3 separate regions of the Mus musculus genome follow, and regions 2 and 3 are each linked to region 1. A link is a contact called in public HiChIP or PLAC-seq and promoter capture Hi-C data. All regions are on one chromosome and are shown on one strand. The core of a region is the stretch at or near the end of the contact, and the rest is flanking DNA. Distances in the headings are between cores, read along the strand shown.

Region 1 (3,660 bases), core at 1,017-3,516:
AGTATAATCAGAACACTTGGGCAAAGGCAGGTAGATCTGAGGATGAGGTCAGCCTGGTCTACATACTGAATTCCAGGCCAGACAGGGCTACACAGAGGCTGTGTCTGTGCACACACACACACACACACAGAGGCTGTGTCTGTGCGCGCACACACACACACACACACACACACACTATTATTTTTAGAGCATTGTTAGCCTCTGGAAGCTATGAAGGAAGACTTTCCTACATCCACATCTACTTTACTGTCTAGGGAGGATGCCCTTGCTAGCACTAGGGCACCAACGCAGACATATTACAGTGCTTCAGTCAGCAGCTAGGAAAGAGGTATCACTCTCCAGAGTCAGAACTGCACACTGGGCACCCAGCAGTGGGCAGAGGGGCCTCCTGTGCCCAGGGTCCCCCTTCCTCTCTATTTTAGGTCAATGTCTACATGATGTTACCTAGAAAGAACAACCAGTTCTGGCAGGTGTTCCACAATTTCTCAGGGCTTTAAGAAAAGCAGTTCATGCCAGGCAGTGGTGGCACATGCCTTTAAATCCCAGCATTTGCGAGGCAGAGGCAGGCGGATCTCTGAGAGTTGAGGCCAACCTTGTCTACAGAGTGAGTTTCAAGAGAGCCAGGGCTACACAGAGACCCCGTCTCAAAACACCAAAAAAGAAAAGAACAATCCAAAGCAATCTACTTTGGCCCACTGAGTACTGAAGGTCTGGTGTGACGGTGTAGACTTGGAGCCATCGATAGTCAGCACTGCTTTCTTGAGCGTGGCAGTCTACCGGGCCCTACCGTCCCTCGCCATGCCTCATCTTCCGGCTGTCCTGAAACAACAGTGCACATTCTCCAGGCTCCTCTGTGGCTGGTGAGTTGGCTCAGGTAGTAAAGACACTTGGTGTGCAAGCCTGGAAACCCGAGTTCGACCCTCAGAACCAACAGAAAGGCAGGCGAGAACTCCAAAGTTGTCCTCTGCCCAGATGTGGACTGTGACACGCATGCATGGCCATACACACAACAGGCAGAGAAAGTTTAGGGTTAGTCAGGTGAGCTGGCACAGGTGATCTCTGCACTTGGGAGGCAGGGTCAGGAGGAGCAGGCCATCCCTGACTGTACAGAAATCTGAGGACAGCCTGGTCTACAAAAGAGCCCATTTAAAGAAAAGGATTTGCACGGTCTAACACTGAATGTAATTGACAACTGTGTCGTTGCCAAGGAAACCATCTGTGCACTGTGACTCCAGACTCCCATATGCTTTTGCCACATTTCAAGCTGTTACTAAAAAGCAAATTCTTAAAACCCAGACTTCCACCAAGTCAGCCACCTCTCCAAAAGCGAGGCTAAGGCCCGAGCAATCCACAGCCTAATGAGGGTCGCTTCCTTAAAATAACAAGGAAAGGGAAACTGCAAGGAACTGTGGGAGCGCATTTGACTCCTGCTGCCTTCGAGACAGCCACGATGTGTCAGAGCCACCATAAGGTGCACATTCACGTCTCAGAAGACGGCTCGGGAGACAACTCTCGGGGCTGAGGACTACAAGCCTGTCTGTACAGGGAGAGGGATGCACAGACACGCAGCCAGGGCTATGTTTCTCCGGAGCGTGAGTTAGTCTTGATTTTCACCGGAAAAACTAACTCCTCCATCCTGGAGTTAGGAAACGAAACGACCCCCAGTGTGTGCTGGGATCCGCACGCTCCTCTCCCGTGCAATTTACTTGAGGACTTAGTTTCAGATCACCATGCGCACGTGAGAAGAGCAAGGGCGTACCGGGTGCCCTGCAGCGGGGGTGAAGAGGCGGTCGGACCTCTGGCAGGCAGCGCAGCCATCTCTCCAGCTCCCGTAGCTCTCAGGGGCCTTTCTCCTGGCTGACTGGGTTAGCTCGGGCTGCTCCCAAGCGTCCGACCACGCCCGCCGGCTCGGCCGTGCCCCTCCCATCCGCGCACGCCGCGGTCCCCCACCGTCCCCTCACCCCCGTGGCCTGGGCGGTGTGCGCACGCGGAGAGGCCCGGCCTACCTAGCGGAGCGCACGGGGTCCGGCTGCAGAGAGGGGCTCGGTCTCCTCACGCGGGCCCGGGCTTCCCGGAGGGAGCGCGGCGGCCGCCTGAGGAACACGCACGCGGCGGGGCCCGAAGCCACGGACCTGCTCTGGCGCGGGGCAGAGGGGGCGCAGCCGGGAGACCCCAGACCGCCGAGTCGTCCGCCTCAAGCCGGTGGAAACTGCCCCGTTACCACAGAAGCACCGCGCACGCGCCACGAGCCACTTCCGGGACTGCCCGGAAAGCGTCAGAGCACGGCGTCCCGCCCCTCTCAAGGCGGGCGCACATGCGCAGAAGCCCTGCTGAGGGCGAGAGGAAGTGTTTATGCCAGCAGTTGTGCGTTTGTGGAAAGTCGGCCAGCGCAGTTGCCAGGCAACTAGTTGAGAGAGGGCGTTGTTTTCGCGTGTGTATCGTTATATTGATTGTTGTTTAAACGTCTAAAGATGATCGTGGAGCCGAAGAGATGGCTCAGCGGCCAAGAGCAGTGGCTTCTTGGGGAAGACCCAGATTCTATTCCCAACACCTACTGGACGGCTCACAGGTCCAAGAGAACCAACACCAGTTCTTGGAGAACTGACGCCCTCTTCTGGTCTCTGTGGTCATTGCACGCAGTGGTGCTTAAACTTCTTCAGGCAACATACTCATATACATGTAAAAACAAAAAACAAACAAACAAACAAACAAAAAAAGAGTTCCCCAGCTCAGATCTAGCACTGTCCTCTGAGAGGCTGCCTACTTGGAACATCCCGAGCGGTATGATAAGGGGAATGGTTCCTACTCCCTGAGATGTTTAAGATTTATTTCCGTGCATGGATGTTGTCCCTGTGTGTATGTATATGCACCACATGCTTGGGGAGGCATGAAAACTGTGTAGGAGCCCCTGGAACAGGAGTTACAGATAGTCGAACCATCATGTGGGTACTGGGAACCGAACCATGGCTCTCTTCAAGAGCAACAAGTACACTTAATTACTGAGCCCCATGTACTAATAGGTCAGTATTAAGCCTGTTTGAAACACAAAAGTCCTGCTCTATGAAACATTCCACATAGAGTGTTTAAGGTGTCAGATAAAATGACAACATAGTTAGCTAGATTCCAGAATGGGGGTTCCAATGAACCAATCAGGGAAAGCGGTTTTAGAGAGAGAGAAAGGACAAGTGTCAGTGAGGAAGAACAAAATGTGATTGGTCCCTACAAAATTAGTTTCCTTGTTGGGCAACTTGGCAGGCCTTCCAATCCCTGCACGCAGGAGGTAGAGGCAGGGGGTGGGGGGGGGCGTCTCTGTGAGTTCTAGGCCAATCAGAACTACACAGAAATGTTCTGTCTCCAAAACAATTTTTAAAAATGTAAGGCAGGAACAGGGTTACAGAACAATGGAATAAAAACTGGCCGCTGGTTACCTGTCTTAAGGGACCTCAGTACAACACAGAGGAAACAGGCCTGTCTAGGACACTTGGTGATCATCTACTTACTCCCATCCCCTGAGAAGTCAAATAACAAGGTTTAGTTAGCGTACATAGTGTTTGGTTTGTCGTCGTCGTGTTTATTCCTGTTGGGGCTCAGGGGAAGAGTTGGGTCCAGAGTAGAGGGCTCCTTTAGGTTGGTTTCACAGGGCATTGTTACTATGACCTT
Region 2 (3,593 bases), core at 917-3,416, 1.4 Mb before region 1:
CAGTGTTTTCACACTGTCACATTCCCACCTACAGGCGTGCTGAACCACAGTCAGGACACCTAAGTCACAGGTGTGACACCCCACTAGCTCATCCCTCTCATTGGAGAGAACACATTAGGGTCAACAGGTCAAACCAGCGTCACTAAGACTGAAATTCAGTGCCAGGTATAGTGGCGCACACCTTTAATCCCAGCACTTGGGAGGCAGAGGCAGGCAGATTTCTGAGTTCGAAGCCAGCCTTGTCTACAAAGTGAGTTCCAGGACAGCCAGGGCTACACAGAGAAACCCTGTCTCGAAAAACCAAAAACAAAAAAAAAAAGGACTGAAATTCAGTGGACTCTAGGCCAGGGCCTGGCACGCCTAACCCTCAACAGACACAGAACATGGACGACAACCACCAAGCTAATCCACAGAGTACTTTCTTGTGTCTGTGTGGTCTCCTGAGATGTTCCTGTGTGTACATTGTCTGTGTGTAGATGTTAGAGATCAAGGTTGGGTGTCTTCTCCAGTCACTCTCCACACCCCTTTTTGAAGGTCTCTCGGTAACACGGACGGTTCAGCTGGCTGGCCAGGGGGCTCCAGGGATCCCCCGGTGCTGGATTACAGACAAGAGCTTTTTATGTGGATGATAGTTTCTGAACTCAGGACCTAGTGCTCCTGTGGCAAGCACAGTACTCGCTAAGCCATCCCCGACTCTTACTGAATCTGAACCACCTCAGTTACTGAGCCACTTAAGTGACACAAAGGACATCACTCTGAGTCTTCTTTCCTTCCTTATGCCCTGGGCAGGTGGCTGAGTCTTTCTGCCTTATTTTACTTATGAATAACACTCAATTCAAACTCTAGAACAGTGGTTCTCAGCCTTCCTAATGCTGCAACCCTTCAACACAGTTCCTCATGCTGTGGTGAACTCCACCTGTAAAATTACTTTTGTTGTTACTTCATAACTGTCATCTGCTACTGTTAGGAATCACAATGTGAATATGCAAGATATCTGATATGACCCCCACAGGGTCACAGCCCACAGGTTGAGAACTGCTGCTCTAGCGCCTAGCCTGCGATACCACACAAAAGCACTTAGCCCAACATCCAAATTAGCTAAATCCAACTCTATATATCCACCTCCGAGTTCCCAAGTGATGTAGTATGCTCTAGCATACAAACAGATGCCCAGGGTCTTATGTCCTACTGGTCAGCAGCTAGCTCTATAGGACCCCTGGAAGCTGCAACTGATGACTGACAGCTCCTGGTCCAGCAACCAACCAACCAACCACGGAGGGCTTCCCTCACTCGGTTCCAGAAACCCCTCACCTTTCCTCCATCACCCTCACTGCACCACTGACCACTCCACTGGTATACCTCACTGCATCCCATATTCATTCAAAGCTCATCTCACTTCCTGTAGAAAAGCCAAATTCCAGGGCCCCTACTCACTGTCCAGAAGGATATGGGAGGCTTAAGTCAGTCATACAGCTGGGTGGACTTCTGATTTCCTAACCCTGGTGTTTGGGGGGACACTGAACGATACCCGTTCCCCATCTCTCACCCAAATCTTGGACAGTCGGGGCTACGAGATCTTTCCTGTCCTGTACTCTAAGGATGAATGAAATCACCCAAAAGTGGAAAAAAAAGTTTGGTCTGTCCAGCACCGGAGAGTGTTTTCCCAACCCCAGAATGCTGCTGGAGTTTGGAGTTAGTTTGTTCACTGTATCACTGTGGTCCACTTCTCCCTTAGAGTCTGTCCTGCCCCCTCGGGCACCATGGCTTCTGCTTCGCAGAGATCAGCCCCAGGTGTCACTGGGAATCGGAATGCATGGGAAACTGAGGTCCCTAACGGGGCAGGACCGGCCCGAAGCCCTGAGTGCAGTTCCTGGACCCGCTTTGCTAGGGTCCGGGGTCGGAGGTCAGGGAGTCAAGGGTCACGGGTCCCCGTACCCGGGTCTGGCCGGAGCAGGAGCCGCGAGGACAGGACACAAACCCGGCTTCCTGGCGGAACGCCTACGGCCCTCTCACCTGGCCGCCGTCTGCCTCTTCGCCCCACTCTGAGGCATTCCCGAAGTAGTCTTCTCCCATAATTGTACCCGGCGCCGGACCCGCCATATCTGCCGCGTCTCCTCACTGCGCGTGCGCCGGACACAACAAATGGAAGAGCGCGTGCGCGGTTCTGGGCCTCAGGCAAGGCTAGAGAGGCGGAGTTGGAAAGGGGCGTGGTTACAGAGGAGGCGTGGCCTAGTCTTTGGCCTGCTGGGCGGGGAAACACCTTGTAGGATCTCTCATGAGCAAGATGGCTTGAGTCACAGCTTTATGTCTGCCCAGAACACTTCCAAGTTACCTTTTCTCCTTTTTAAGACAGGGTCTCGCCGGGCGCGGTGGCGCACGCCTTTAATCCCAGCACTCGGGAGGCAGAGGCAGGCGAATTTCTGAGTTCGAGGCCAGCCTGGTCTACAAAGTGAGTTCCAGGACAGCCAGAGCTATACAGAGAAACCCTGTCTCAAAAAAAAAAAAAAAAAAAAAAAAGACAGGGTCTCACTCGGAAGTGCAAGCATGCTTCCAGTTGCTATAAAAACCTCGAACCTTCAGTGAGCTTAAGCTTTGCCTGGACAGTGCAGCTGCCAACCGAGCAGGTATCACAGAAATGTTCGGATTTCTTTTACTATGGGCAAAAAGTACTCGGTGCATTGCAGAGCGAGATATAAAACATATTTCCAGTGGAGGAGGCCCTACAGCCTACAAAAGCCATGACTGGGCTCTGGAAAAGTGGACCCACTGAACACCTAGACTGAAGATACCTGGAGAGGCCTCCTGGCAGGTGGCCCCAAATCATCGATCGGGGAGGTTAACACCATGGGCTCTGGATGCAGACAGTGAGGAGAGGCTAGAGAAAAGAGCCAGCCATGTAGTACAGTCCTCAGGCACTGTCTGCAGAGCTGTTGGAATGCTATTTTACTTCTTCCTTCCTTCCATCATTTGACAAGTGTTTGTTGAATAACTCCTAAGTGCCTGGATCATTGATAACACCTGGAGTACAGTGACGTACTCAGGGACGAGATCCTTGCCACTTTGCCACCCATGATCCGAGGGAGCTAGCCTGCAAACAAAGGGGAGAAATGATAATACTGGATAACCAAAGTAAATAGTCTGTAATGATAGAAGAGACTTTCCCAAGATGCTCAGGGTGGCTCTTTCCATTCCAAATAACCTGGTGAAGAAAGTCCCCCACCAGAGCTTGTGGCACCCTGCATTGTAGTTGATGCCAGAGCCACCCAAGGTGACAACCACTTGCAAGGCTTTAGTCCGATGGCACATTGAAGCACTAGACACAGAGTTAGCAGGTAGTCAGCAGGAATTAGTTATTATAAAAGTTCATCTGGATTTTTGTTTAAGGAAAGTGATGGAACAGATATATCTGGAATGTCTAGCTATTTGCTACACCCAAAGAGGACTTATGGAGAGGAGGGAGGAAACCAGAGTTGCAGGGAGTGAGGAGGAAGGTGGAAAGGCAAGGAATGGTCTGGTAAGAGGCTACTTAGACTTCCAGTCTGTACACTCACAGATAGCCCAGCAGGAGGTAGGTTTCTGCCTGGGGACAAAGA
Region 3 (3,608 bases), core at 289-2,788, 1.5 Mb before region 1:
AAAGAGGAAGAGGAGGAGGAGGAGGAGGAGGAGGCAGAGGAGGCTGGCCAGCTAGCTGGTGAACAGCTTCATGAAGCTCTAGGGCAGCAGGGACTGACTGTTCTGTAGTGACTGCACTAGAGCCAGTAATACACAGCACTAACTTCACATCTTAACAAAGGCTGGGGCCCTCTCAGCAGCCCTTAAAACATTATCTCCCCAAGAAATCACTCAAAGTACTGAATATATATATATATAATCCCCCAGGTAAAACAAATTACACTTAGCAGCTACCAACCATATTATTTCCTTCCTGTCTAATATAATTTTTCTATCTTTTAAAATATAAACTGCTTTGGCTATTTTAAAAAAAAAAATGATCCACCCTCCTAAATTAACCTGGCTTTATTTGTTTTTAACAATTGAACAAACTAGGGACAAAGGGTAATTCTAAGTAGCTCTTTAAGTACCGAGATGCAAAGATTTTCCTCCAACTGTCATTTCAAAAGGCAAATTGTTCTGTCGGGAGGCACAGGATGCGGGGAACAGGGTGCGCAGAGGTGGGAAGCTACACCTGAAACCCAAGCCAAGCAGTTCGTCCATCTTACCCGGCACATCTCTGAATAGAACCACATGCCATCCGCTCCTGCCCCCTCACTTCTTAGTCATTCTCTCACGAATGTCATCTGTAATTATTAGGTACAGGGAGGAAATCACTGAACAAGCCTAGCAAGAGCCTCACCCTCACGTGCCTACAGACTAGAAGTCAAGCAGATAAACTAAATGGCCTAATTAATTCATTCCTCAAATAACTATTTCATTTTCAATAACCTTTAAACCCCTGCTATCCAGAGGTGCTGAGTGCCATGATGGAGACAGGCCAGGGCTGGCTTTCTGGGGGATGACTTACAATGGGAGCTAACAGATAAACAAGATGACTCCAGAGTGGTAATTGCTGAGGAATATGTAACAGGAAGTTGTGGAGGCACAGGAGGGCGTGGGCATCACTGAGAAATGGTGATGGAGATGACCTATGACCGTAGAGCAATTGGTCCAGCCCTGTCTGGGTGGCCTGTTCCACCAAGGGTAACCAACCCTGGGCTGGCAAGGGCACGGGTGCTGATTGAAACCACCCCTGTCCCGCCACCCCACTGCTTAGATTGAAGAGGTGGGACTAACTCTCTAAGACCACACCACAAAACCGTACTCTGGCAAACGCCGCCAGGCTCAGCCACATCCAATGAGAACTTTAGACACATATCAGCAACCCGCCAAACCAGCCAAAAAGTCCCGCCGCCAAGGCCCGCGCATGCGTAGTGCGGCGCCGGCCGGCCGCCTCACTTTTCGGCTCTGCGCCGGCGCACTGAGCCTTCACGAAGGAGGGACTTGATTGCGCCGAGCATGGGGGGCGGGGCTTGGTTGCTCTGAGCCAAGAAGACTGGGCAGGACTGCGCCGCGGGGCGGAGCCAAACCCGGCTTGGCTAGGCCGCGGGATGGCACTTCCGGGCGTCCTAGCGCCTGGCTCGACGGCGCCTGCGCGCTGCGAGGCCGGCCGGCCGGGACGGGGCGGGGCCGGCGAACTTCTGTGCCTCACTGTCCCCGGACACTGAGGGACACCGGGCAGGCAGCTGGCACCATGAAGATCTGGACTTCGGAGCACGTCTTTGAGTGAGTGTGGGTGCGGCGCCCGCCTCCGGCGCCCTCGGGGAACTTCCTGGCGTCGGGTGTAGCGAGACAAGCGGAGCTCGGGACTCGGGGGGATCGCCAAGGTCACGACCCCGACCCGAGCTAGGGCTCCCTGTCCCCAGGCCTGGGAATTCCTCCCACACCGTCGCCACTGACGGAAGACAAGAGCGGGCCGTCGAGCCTGATCCGGAAGTGACTCCAGGGGTCACAGAGCACGAGGCCCGAGGGCTTCACAGGGTTTTGGGGTGTCCTGAGCGCCGACGTATCCAGGGTATCCTGGAGTTTCCTGACTGATACCTGACAGACTCACCGGGACCTGACTGAACCCCGACGGCTTGTGGTGGCTGGAGTGCCCTGACTGATACCTGACAGACTCACGGTGTCGTGGCTGAACCCCAGTGATGGCATGATGGCCTGAGTGACCTGGGTTGTTCTGACTGAAATCCCCCATGTTATAGCGCCCCTCACCCCCACGGACATCTAGAAAGCTGGCCACCCACGTGGAGTGTCTTCCTGTTGGTCTCAGCTCATGCTACCATGATGCCAAACATTGATGACAGTCAATCTGGAGAGCAGATCTCTTGATTTCTTGATCAAGATCTCTTGATCTAGAGACCAGGGCCTGCTCTTGCAGATAATTTGTCACCTCTGTTTCCTATTCCTCTCAGCCATGACAGCTGACTGATAGCCAGTGTCTGCTATCACATCCAGTCACAGCTTTATGGTTCTCTGAACTTATAGTGGGAAACAGGATCAGAGTCAGTGGGGTGTTGGGAATTATACCACCCAGGTTCATGGTGCCACACACAAGAACAACAGAGCTTTCTACCTAAATAACTGGTTTACGCCTTGTTCCAGCCCTCCTTTCTGACTGATTTATTGTGCTCTATTCTACAATGTCATCTTGTCATAGTTATTGTTGACTTACATCCGAAACCACTTCCAGATGATCTGAGCTCCTTCACTCACTTGGCCAATGTTGCCACACTGTTTTAATAGTATAGCTTTATGGTGCCTTTTAATCTACAAATGCCAATCCTGATTACTGAGGGTAATTGTAAAAGAAGTTTTACATAGTAGATCATATCTGAGTACCTGCTGTGTCCCAGAAAGGACAAACTACTAGAACTAGAAGGGACTCTCAACGTTTGTACCACTTCTGGGACTGAGGGGCTGTGGTCCTTAGGATGCTGTCTGTTTCAGAACAAGGGGTTCTGGACCCCAGTCCTCTTCTACATCTGAATGCTTTGCTTCAGAGCTGTTGGCCCAAAGTGTCATCCTTAGAACTTAGAACTTGTTCCTCCCTTACGGTTCTCTACATCTATACTCTTTCCTCGGCTTGCCTCCCCCCTCACCCCCCCTACCCCAACCCTTGGATCCATCCCTTCCCTTTCCTAACGGCATGTGTTCAATGAAAGTCGGTCGTTGGTGATCCTAGTCTATTTTTGCCACAGACCTCTGGAGTAGATGAAAGCTGAAGGACCTGTCTTCTAGAAGATAGATACACAACTGCTCCCTGGGAGGAGCCCAGCAGTGCCTTGTATCCAGACCGGTTGGGCCACCCAAAGTCCCAGCCTACATGCACTTTGGCACCAGGATCTGTATGTCAGCCAGGATGGTGCTGCATGCCTGTAACCCTAACAGTTTGGGAGCCTGAGACAGGAGAATTCCCATGAATATCAGGCTAGCCTGAACATCCGGGTACACAGTGTGTGCTGGGCAGCCAGGACAGCATAGCAAGGCCACATCTCAAAACAGTAACAGAGACAGAAGCGCACTGAACTTCCCACTTCGCCTCCTGAATTGCAGTCTTGATGTCTTGCTTCCTTTTTCAGGGTTCCATCTTGAGAACATTGCTCTCTCAAGCAGGACTCTAGGTCATTCCTCATCCAACCTAGCTTGGATTTTTTTGGGCACTGTCTTCTTGAGAAGCCCTGATTAAC

The links. Promoter capture Hi-C pulls out the DNA fragments that hold promoters and counts their contacts. HiChIP or PLAC-seq counts read pairs in DNA pulled down with a chosen protein or histone mark.
Region 2: a contact with region 1 is called in an H3K27ac HiChIP or PLAC-seq map of extraembryonic endoderm stem cells, with 12 times the contacts expected there. The contact joins the promoter of Nelfcd here to the promoter of Rae1 in region 1. A contact is called at or near these places in 2 of 39 promoter capture datasets (liver and pre-B cells), 1 of 484 Hi-C or Micro-C datasets (CD4 T cells), 1 of 115 datasets of contacts at active chromatin or transcription factors (extraembryonic endoderm stem cells) and 1 of 9 other capture datasets (adipose tissue).
Region 3: a contact with region 1 is called in a promoter capture Hi-C map of neutrophils, with 3 times the contacts expected there. The contact joins the promoter of Prelid3b here to the promoter of Rae1 in region 1. A contact is called at or near these places in 4 of 39 promoter capture datasets (liver, neutrophils and pre-B cells), 2 of 484 Hi-C or Micro-C datasets (the G1E-ER4 cell line and rod photoreceptor), 1 of 115 datasets of contacts at active chromatin or transcription factors (fibro-adipogenic progenitors) and 1 of 9 other capture datasets (liver).

Annotation. Positions count from the first base shown.
Region 1 is chr2:172,998,723-173,002,382 of GRCm38.p6, reverse strand. It overlaps Rae1 (ribonucleic acid export 1), which reads right to left and starts at 2,266. Exons shown (of 12, transcript NM_175112.5): 1 at 2,007-2,266.
Region 2 is chr2:174,414,377-174,417,969 of GRCm38.p6, reverse strand. It overlaps Nelfcd (negative elongation factor complex member C/D, Th1l), which reads right to left and starts at 2,166. Exons shown (of 15, transcript NM_020580.3): 1 at 2,014-2,166. The coding sequence starts at 2,100.
Region 3 is chr2:174,470,871-174,474,478 of GRCm38.p6, reverse strand. It overlaps Prelid3b (PRELI domain containing 3B), which reads left to right and starts at 1,538. Exons shown (of 6, transcript NM_025531.2): 1 at 1,538-1,647. The coding sequence starts at 1,616. It overlaps Gm38546 (a long non-coding RNA gene), which reads right to left and starts at 1,468. Exons shown (of 2, transcript XR_867090.2): 1 at 890-1,468; 2 at 370-665.